Linked DNA regions of Mus musculus: region 1 is linked to region 2. A link is a contact called in public promoter capture Hi-C data. All regions are on one chromosome and are shown on one strand. The core of a region is the stretch at or near the end of the contact, and the rest is flanking DNA. Distances in the headings are between cores, read along the strand shown. Region 1 overlaps Acvr1c (activin A receptor, type IC). Region 2 holds the start of Ermn (ermin, ERM-like protein).

Region 1 (4,519 bases), core at 182-2,681, 220 kb after region 2:
GCATATGTTCGCAGATCCAAAAGTCATGAAACATCTGAATGTCATCCACGACTCTGTAGAACTCTGTTCAACCTTCAACAATGAAAACACAGCCGCACGACGATGCCCATCTGCGCAGTTTAGATACAATTTATCGCCCAGTTCTTATTTTAAAACCCAATTTATTTTTTTTTCACAGTCCTTATGTACATTCATTTGAGCCTGTGGAAGCCGACATCTTTTTACATACTTAAGAATACCAGCAAGCTTACCAAAAAAAAAAAAAAAAAAAAAAATCTTTACAACAGTGATTCTGCTCACAGTAGTTCAAGAGTTCAAGGTGTGTTTCGCAATGTCAAAATGCAATGGTTTTGACATGTGTAATATGTTCTTAGGTATAAGAAGAGAATCACTACCCCAAGAAAAGTATAATTAGTATTAGTGCTTTGAAAATTAATACAAAATCCTTTTTTTTTTTTATAGACCTGAATCCAATTTTTTCTTTTGAGACCCTTTTAAAACCTGAAACAACAATCAAGTGTAAACAATCCTATCCAGTTCAGGGTCAGGAGAGTACAAGAGCTTGATATAAGCCATTCTAGAAATGAACTGGAGTCTAATATTTTACTCAGATTCTCTCACTTGGTAAAGAGAACAGGAAACTGCTACATCTTTAAAATTGCCTAGATACTACTGTTCTGCCAATGAAAAACCAAACATATTGATAAATCTCTTAGTATGGTTAACTTTCTTAGAGCCTGACACTCAAGCCTCCCTTTACAGGTGAAGCAAATGAGTAGGTTCATCCACAGAATGAAAACTTGGTGGATGTATAGAAATTGAGGTTACTGTGCCTTGCAGCCAATGACTTAGGTTGGGGAAAAGATACACCCATCACCAGGATAAAGAGTCCACCTTGTTACTCTTGTTACTCTTGGGAATACAGAGAAGAAAAGTCAGAGTATTCTATTCTTCCAAATTCTGTGTTCAGTTTGCATATGTCAAGAACCATTTCTAAATTTAGCATCTATTTCATAATGATGGATAAGCCTGGGCATTTTATGTTGATATAGAAACACACAATGTCTTTCTCTGTAAGGTCTAGAACTGTCTCTATAGGGAAGAGCTAGTTCCAGCGCTCACCCCAGTCCTCAGCTGCCCCAATCTGTTGAGTTCCCTGTGGAGAATTTATATGTGGGATGCTGGAAAGAAAGGTGAATTTCCTACCACACTCAGGCTGTGTGAACAGTCAGATTCCTAAAACCCGGGGAAGAATTGCATATTCCAATGAAAGTGTTGGGTCCAGGAGGAAATTTTCTTGTAGTGTAACATAAACCAACAAGGAGAAAAATACATTTCTGGCATTATTAAAATGAGGATGAGCTGGAGCTCATATTCTCCCAAATGTTGTGTTCATCTATGACTAACTGCAGGAGAATCCTGGCAGCTATCAATATCAAATTTTAAAGTGGAGATCGTTACCTAATTTCAGCATAATCTGCATTCTAAGCAGCATGGCACATGGCTTAGTCTAAAAACATGGCAGAAGCAGAAGAGAGATGGCTTAGCAGTTAGAAGCACTGGCTGATGCTCTTCCAGAGGACCAAGTTCTGGTTTCCAGCACCCACATGGCAGCTTACAACTACCTGTAATTCTAGTTTCAGGGGATCAGACTCTTTTGGCCTACCCAAGCACCGGATATGCATATGGTACACAGACCCACATTCAATCAAAACTCCCATAACACATAAAAATAAATAAATAAAAATATTTCAAAGGATGGCAGGAATAAAACAAACCAATGGCTCAATTATCACAGGCGTAACATGAGCAATCACATTATGGGATATGTATTTCACAGTCTTTGTTCAAGTCGCTGTTGAAGCTGAGTTCAGCATGAAAGCAGAAGCGGACATTCTTTATGCACTAGCCAAAAGCTACAAGATAACCAGACAGTCTGACTAAAATGGAAGAGAAAGAAAGTCATGTCTGCCATTAACAGAGCCCTCTTCCCAGTGTCAGGAGAACGATCACTAATGAACTGGTGAGCCGAGGCCTCTTATACACAGTGGGGAAATTAAAACCTTGTTAAGACGTTCCGTGTGTAACAGTCTGGACAGGGCTCAAATACATGAAAGGACAGAGCTGAGTAGAGTGGTGGGGGCAGGGCTCAGGAAATCTGCCACCAGGGGAGACAATGATGTCAAAGACAAAACAAACAAGAGAGAGACTATAAATGACACTAAACATAGTCTCCAGTTCGTGTACCAAATCACCTTTCACCATTCCAACACACAAGGGAAAGGAACAATGCATTCAGGAAGGGAGCAAGGAAGGTCCAGAGGCTTCGATAATCATTATTCATACTAAGAATGCTTTCTTTTATCCTTCCTTTCCTCCTTTCTTCCTTCCTCACTTCCTTCCTTCCCTTCTTACCTCCTTCCTATCTTCCTTCTCTTACCAGTGCTGAAAATTGAACCCAAATCTTTTCACTTTCGAGGCAAGTCCTCTCGGCCTCTGCTCTACACCTCCAGCCAGCACTAAAACCCTCCACACACTAAATTTCTTCAATTACATTTCCAAACTCATCAGTGCTTCATGGCTTTTCTGCCTATCTCGATAACAACTTTTAGGTTTTTGCTTTGTCTATTTTCATTTTTTCCCTAGTGACCTTGGCCTAAGCCATCTATTTTAATAGAAATGCATCAACAAGTAGGGTCTGACCACCAGCACTGAATGGCATGTGATGTTAATATGTGCATGAAGCAGTGTTAAATCCATGCTGATTGACTTTTCAATTTGTAAACGTGGGCGAGGCTGCAGAAGTAGGTGTCACCACTGTGTTTCTACAACCATTAGCTGCCATCTAATGACCGGTCTTCAGTTTCTTCGTCTACAAAATATTAGAACCAAGATCTGAGGCTCAGAGTCCCTTTAACTTTTACATTCTCATTTTCATTTTGTGCTGTGGCACATATAAAAGAATTTAGAACACTAAGGGATTTCTTCTCCATTATAAATGTGCAATTCTATAATGATTAAGTTAAATAATAGCTATGTTTAAAAATAATTAGGAAGTAACTATAATTTTGGAAGGTGATGAAAGAACATCAAGTTTAATAGTAGAAGAAAGATAATGAAACGAAGCTAAGGTGGAGGGTAAAGAGAAAGCCAGGCACCAGGGAGTTTGCATCAGTATCCTCAGAAGAACATGAACACTATAGAAATTCTGACTAATACTAGACTTAATGAATGTTTTGCCTTCTAGATTTTCTTCCTTTGCCTCTTTCTTCCTTCTTCCTTTCTTCCTTTCTTTCTCTCTTTCTTTCTTTCTGTCCATCTATCTGTTTCTCTATCTTTTTTGGTTTAGTTTTAAAGAATCCTGCAAAAAAAAAAAAAATTAAAAGCCCTTAAAATGATGACTGTCTTCACTAAGACAGTGAATAAAATCTAAGTGAATATCAGGATCTGGAATTAAAACACAGTATTGTTATTCATGGAGATAATACATTCCACAAGTGAAAAAAGAGAGAGGGGAGCTTCAAAAACTACAGTGACACCATTTTAGGACACTAAGCATAAACATTTCTGAGTGATTGATAATATTAGTTTTTCAAGTTACATAAAGGAAACGAATACTGAAGAATTCAGCAACCAACTTGGATGCATTTGTTATTGTTCCCTAACTGCTTGATAGAAATCAAAATTTCCACATTTTAAATGAATTAATTTAGCCATGTAAATGTTCATATTTCCTTTCAAGAATCAGTCAAAAATCATTGCCTGCCAAGTAATTTCAAGTTGTTCTCTTGCTCCTTGTATGATGGCAGATGCCTGCTCCCTGCCTTCAGGCAGTGCACTGCGGTCTTCCCTGGGACTTTTGCTTCCACTCCAAGATTGCCCTGAGTTTGCTCTGTCTCAGTAAGTCCCATGGTGGCAAAATTCCAGGACAGTAGACATTTCTTTTATTTAATCATTCTGCAATAGACGAAGCACTCAAAACAATAAGTGATTGTGGAACTTCTGATCTAATGAATGTGTTGTAGTTTTTTTTTTTTCATTTTAAAATAAACGCCGATTTGAAACTCTTCAGACATTGCGATCAGGTTACTATTTTCATACAATTATGGAAATTTAAAATGCAAAGTTAATTGAAAAGTATAAAGATGAAAAGCAAGTGCTGCGCTTAAAATAGAGCATGACAGTCATGTTTCACTTAACTCTCATGGCAGAACATAAATTAAGAATTCTAGATGTGACATGCCAAATATTTTAGACGTGGAAGGATGCATACAACAGAGTCAGTACTGATTACAAACTCAAAACGCAGGACTTATAAGGCAACAAATTCATGCTCAAATGTAGACAACAAATAATGCGTTCTGTATTTCAAGAAGTGATGCTGTATATAAACCCCACCATTTTTTGCATACAGTACTAAAAATTCATAATAGCATTCCTAAGCTCTATGTTATACCCAGAGCCAAAATATCCATAAGGAGCAAAGCAATGGTGTCACTTTGCACCTAACCTAAGAAGA
Region 2 (4,792 bases), core at 384-2,883:
TAGCAATGCTACTTTCTTGGTCTTTTTCTTTCACCGTTGTTTAAAGATCATAAAATTATTTTTATCACTCTGGGTCATTTTTTGACAAAAAATACTTATTCTATACTTCTTTCAGACATAATTTTCCCACATAGTAATTGGTTTTATAACGTTACTTTAGATCGAATGTCAATAGGAAACTTTACACTAAACCTGTTTTTCAACCACCACAGAAGCTGCCCAACACCCATCTGAAGCACAAATTAAAGGGAGAGCTGGATGCAGTGGGCTAACCTATCAAGACATAGCTATCACTTCGCCATGCCAGGCAGTCAGATTGACCCAGACAATTTGGGGCTTGAGCCATCTAGAAATCTGGGTAAAGTGGGGCATGGCTCAGGTATCTGCCCTTAGCACCTTGAAGATTTTGGAGTCTTTCTTTGAAACTGCTTCTCTATAGCACACAGGCAGTACACACACCTTATACAATTATATCACATCCGGCTAAACAATTATGTTGGGAAACTAGGATTCCCGTTACCTTCTCGGAAAGCCATGTCTTCTGCACTTATTTCTTGGAGAGAAAGATCTTTGATGGCCTGGTGAACAACGAAGAGGTTCTCTTCTGGGTTTTCTAGGGAGAAACACAAGCAATGTAACATTTCCAACACATATGGTTAAAGGTTCACAAATCATTGCATTTTTCTGATTCCTTTAAATTTGATTGCATTTGTTTAATAATTAGTTTCCACAATGATAATATCTCCATACACACATACATATATATATGTATATTATATATACATACACACACACACACACACACACACACACACATATATATATATATATATATATATTAGATGGATTAGGATCTCTTTAGGATCTTATAATTCTGAGTTCCCTTTTTTTCTCTTTTTTTGCACATTAGTTCTATGTAACCAGCAATGGACCTGTGGTTCTAACCATTATAGCAGTAGTTACCATTGGATTACCATTTAGAAATTATGTAACAACTCAATAAAGGTGGCTGCTTTTATTCTGTTTTCTTTCAGTGAAAACAATCAGGGGTTCAGAAGAGAAAACAGCAGAATTGCAGAGCTATCAGACAAGCCTGAGTTATGAATCAGTATGATAGAAAGCCCCTATTGTGTATAGGGACTGTATTTCTTGGGTTCAGCTTATTTATGTGATATTAGTTAATACATATATTTTTGAAAAGCTTGTAAGTCGAAACAATTAAACTGAGAAAAAGAAATACTTTACCATTGAGGATCTTCTCATCTTCAGGCCCTTTAGGAAGTATGTTCCCTTTAGTGTTTCCAGTTTCTTCTTGATTTTCTTTTGCAGGTAAATCTTCAAGACTGGGTTCAACCTTGTAGTATGCCTGGGTCTCATCTGCATCAGTTGTCTCCTGCCTGGTTTGACTGCTAGGCTGTTGGCCATTCTCAGGTGGTCTGTCCCCATTGCACTCTGTCCCGCTCAGTGTCTCAGGAGTATCTGTCATGATGTTCACTGAGGTCTGATTTAAGGACGCAATGAAGAAAGCAAGCTCTTCGATAAGCTCTAATGCTGTGGTTCCTACAGTTCGAAACCAACTCTCAGTCTGACGTGCAATAGCAAGATTCCTCCGAAAGGTTTTCAGGGCTCAGAATGAATATGATAGGGTTTGTCAGTTTGGTAACCAGCCCGGGAGCAAAACCCAGCCAATCAGCAACATCCCCACCACCTCGCAGCTCCAGTCTCAGAATTAGTGTTGCCTTCAATTTGCATAAACAAGCAATCTGAAGCAATCAGGCTTTTGTGTTAGCATGCAAAGGGGGACTTGCCGCTTGTCAGTCCCCCTCTGGGAACAGAGATTTTTGTCCCTCTCCATAATGGCCCATTGTAATTTTCCTTGTAACAGGAGCCACAATTGTTCCCAGGCTTTAATCCAGAGAGAATGACCACCTTGAGGCACATTAGTTCTGTGTAACCAGCTTAACATTTCCGAACAGATTTGGTTCGAGTAAAACCTCAGCTATTTTGTAGGAGACAATGGCATCATTTCTCATCTATTAAAGACTAAAACCAGCTTTTCAAGGACCTGTAAACATGACAACTTGATTGTAAACGGCTTTGGCAACTGATTTCATAGTGTGCTCTCAGGAAGCTGATTTTCCAGTCCCCCCAGGTCTACAGACACCCACCCTACCCATTAAAACACTGGTGTAATTTTCCCTTGAAGTTATCCCTTGCTCCAATCAGAATTATCCTTTGCATTTCATAATGATATTTGTGATGCAGTCTGTTGGCCAGTCATTGGCTAAAACTAGGCTGCTGCTCACTCCCCTGCCCTTTAATAGGATACATTCTTTCTTTTTTCTGGATGGCTCAGTCCTTCCCCAAGATCAAGTCTTTTGTCTGAACAATGTCTCTGAGTCTTTAATTTCTGGCTAATGTATCATTCCTTTAATGATTCCCTCCCTAACCAACATTTTTCCCTCCAGAGTTTAATTGCTTATGATTAACTTAAGTAACTAATTTTACAGTGATGGCACTTTACCGACTCAAATCTAAACTTCGCCTGAGCAGTGTAAAGGGAGCTCACTTTTGTTCTCAGCATGCACCACTCACCTTGCCTTCGGCAGGCAAACCATCCTGGAAGACATGAAGAGATTCTAAAGAGAAACATTCGCCCTTCCTTTCGATTATCAGACTATTGGACAGTAGACCCCAAGGAACTGGAACTACCTCAGAACTTTCATGCTGAAATGAAAACATGACTGATGAAGCCTGGTGCCAGCCAGAGAAGGCACTTGTCTCCCAAGAAGAGTTTTCATACAATTCTGGAAAGTTATCAGACCATCTTGCAGGAGGCACTGGAACCATGGTGGGTAAAAACCACACCTTGGCCAAAACTACTTAGCAGGAGTTAGGCATGGGTCTTGCCACCCATTTAACTCAAAGGTCATGTTAGCACCTGAAGATGAACTTGGAGAGATGACTAGATATTTTTTCCCCTCCCACATTGAACAATTCTTTCTCAGCTTTTCATCACATGTGACTCTTGGGTCTAACTGATGACACTACTGCACAACAACTCTGCCAACAGGCATTTGATTTTTAAAAGTGAGTAAACTTTAAAGAAGTGAGTAAATCTCTTCCACCAAGAGAATACATTTGAGGGCATTTTTATAGTAATCAAGAATAGAAATTGGGGGAGGGGGTGCTTGTAAATATGTCACCTTCAAAATTGTGCCTAAGAGGGCTGAAGAGACAGCTCAATGATTAGAACACTGGCTGTTCCTCCAGAGGAACTGAGCCACAATTCCTAGCTCCCTCTCACACAGTTGTTCAAAACATCTGTAATAGCAATTTCAGATGACCCAACTACCTCTTCTGCTGGAAACAGCCATAGAAATGGTTCACATAAAAACAGGCAAAATACCCATCTACCCATAAAAAATTTTACATTCCATCTAAAGATGACTCCATTTGATTATATGTCAGAGGCACCAAATACATGTCCCTGTGACATCATCTGCTCAATCCTGATCCAGGAAAACATCTCTAACAGAGATTGTGACCCCCTACCCTGTCATCGCCAGCTCTTCTCTCTCTAGCACACTGACTATTTGCTCAGTCTACGTAGGATGCTACATAGTTGGTAAGCCCACTGATGAAATGGGGTGATGGAGGGTGGGGCTTTGAGTTCAGTGGAGACTGTCTCACCTCAGGAAGGGTTTAACTTATGAGTTAGGGAGCCAGAATCTCACAGCCACAGAAAAATTTCAGAGTCAGTAGCTCCACATTTTATCTTGAGAGTCTGAAGAATGAAACTAATGGATTGCCGAGGGTGAGTTTGGGAATGTTTATGGAGAACATAAGAGAAAGAGAAAAGGCAGGGGTCCTGTGTAGCTGGAGCTGAACCAAGGGAAGTGTAAAGATCATTGAGATGCTAATCTATGGAGTTTTTACAGAACTAATTGTAGAAACTAGGGGAGGTGTTCAACCCAGTCGGTCCACCCATAATGTGTCTTCTCTCGCCTTTAGACATATCTTACATTCAGCTTCTAGGCACAGGTGCTGATTAAGGGGAAAAATAAGCAACCATGTACCAGAACTCCCTCTGGCATGTCTGGACACAGTGAGGACAGAACTGCAGACAGGACCAAGGACATTTCCAGCTTTCAGTCCAGAAAAAAGAATTAGATCTGTTCACTCACAGAGTCTCTGGCCCTAAATTAGTTGAATGGGTGTTTCTTTCTTGCTCCTATCAGCTGTAATGGCACATGCCATCCCTGGCCTTTGCACAGATGTTTGTATTGACCACAGCTCCTACAGGGATCCATCATCAATCACCTTGGCATATGTGAGAATAGTAGCCACTAGAGGGCAGCAGAAGGCCAGAGGCAGTGCCAACCCAGGAGGCACACAAGAGCTGCTGGAGACAATGAAGGGTCTGTCCTCACAAGAAATAACCAGTAAGCCTGTAGATGAGAAAATATTGATGGGAATCTGTGAGGGTATACAGAAACTGAATCCAAAGTTCAGGGACAAATGAGAACATATTAAACTCTATGATCCTTAAGAGAAAGAAGTGACTCTTTATTTAATCCAATAACCAGTAGCAAACAGATATACAAATGCTCACATCAGTTTTAAAGGTCCTATCCCCAATCATTCCAAGAGGGTTTTGCCAAGGACATCATTTCAGAATCACAGCAAAACTTACAGATTCTAAACGCATTGTCTTTCCTACTTCTAGGTGTCTATTACCTTTAGCAAGCATAGCATGTGCATGTACCCTGGTATTCATTTAGTTCAGTTT

What was found. Promoter capture Hi-C pulls out the DNA fragments that hold promoters and counts their contacts.
Region 1: a contact with region 2 is called in a promoter capture Hi-C map of hippocampal neurons, with 2.2 times the contacts expected there. The contact joins the enhancer-like site here to the promoter of Ermn in region 2. A contact is called at or near these places in 12 of 39 promoter capture datasets (the 3T3-L1 cell line, the C10 cell line, the HPC-7 cell line and 8 more), 1 of 15 datasets of contacts at CTCF or cohesin (large pre-B cells), 11 of 484 Hi-C or Micro-C datasets (CD8 T cells, bone marrow-derived macrophages, double positive thymocytes and 7 more), 1 of 115 datasets of contacts at active chromatin or transcription factors (large pre-B cells) and 3 of 9 other capture datasets (adipose tissue, liver and macrophages).

The regions. Positions count from the first base shown.
Region 1 is chr2:58,267,785-58,272,303 of GRCm38.p6, forward strand. It overlaps Acvr1c (activin A receptor, type IC), which reads right to left. Exons shown (of 9, transcript NM_001111030.1): 9 at 1-4,519. Among named protein-coding and RNA genes, the nearest start is that of Gm13544, 6.7 kb to the right of the region's middle. Within about 2 kb of position 1,432, at least 1 of the 459 cell types and tissues checked has an H3K27ac peak or open chromatin away from gene starts, as enhancers often do. A contact at or near this core is called in hippocampal neurons, where this site is marked.
Region 2 is chr2:58,051,231-58,056,022 of GRCm38.p6, forward strand. It overlaps Ermn (ermin, ERM-like protein), which reads right to left and starts at 1,634. Exons shown (of 3, transcript NM_029972.4): 1 at 1,246-1,634; 2 at 521-613. The coding sequence starts at 1,486.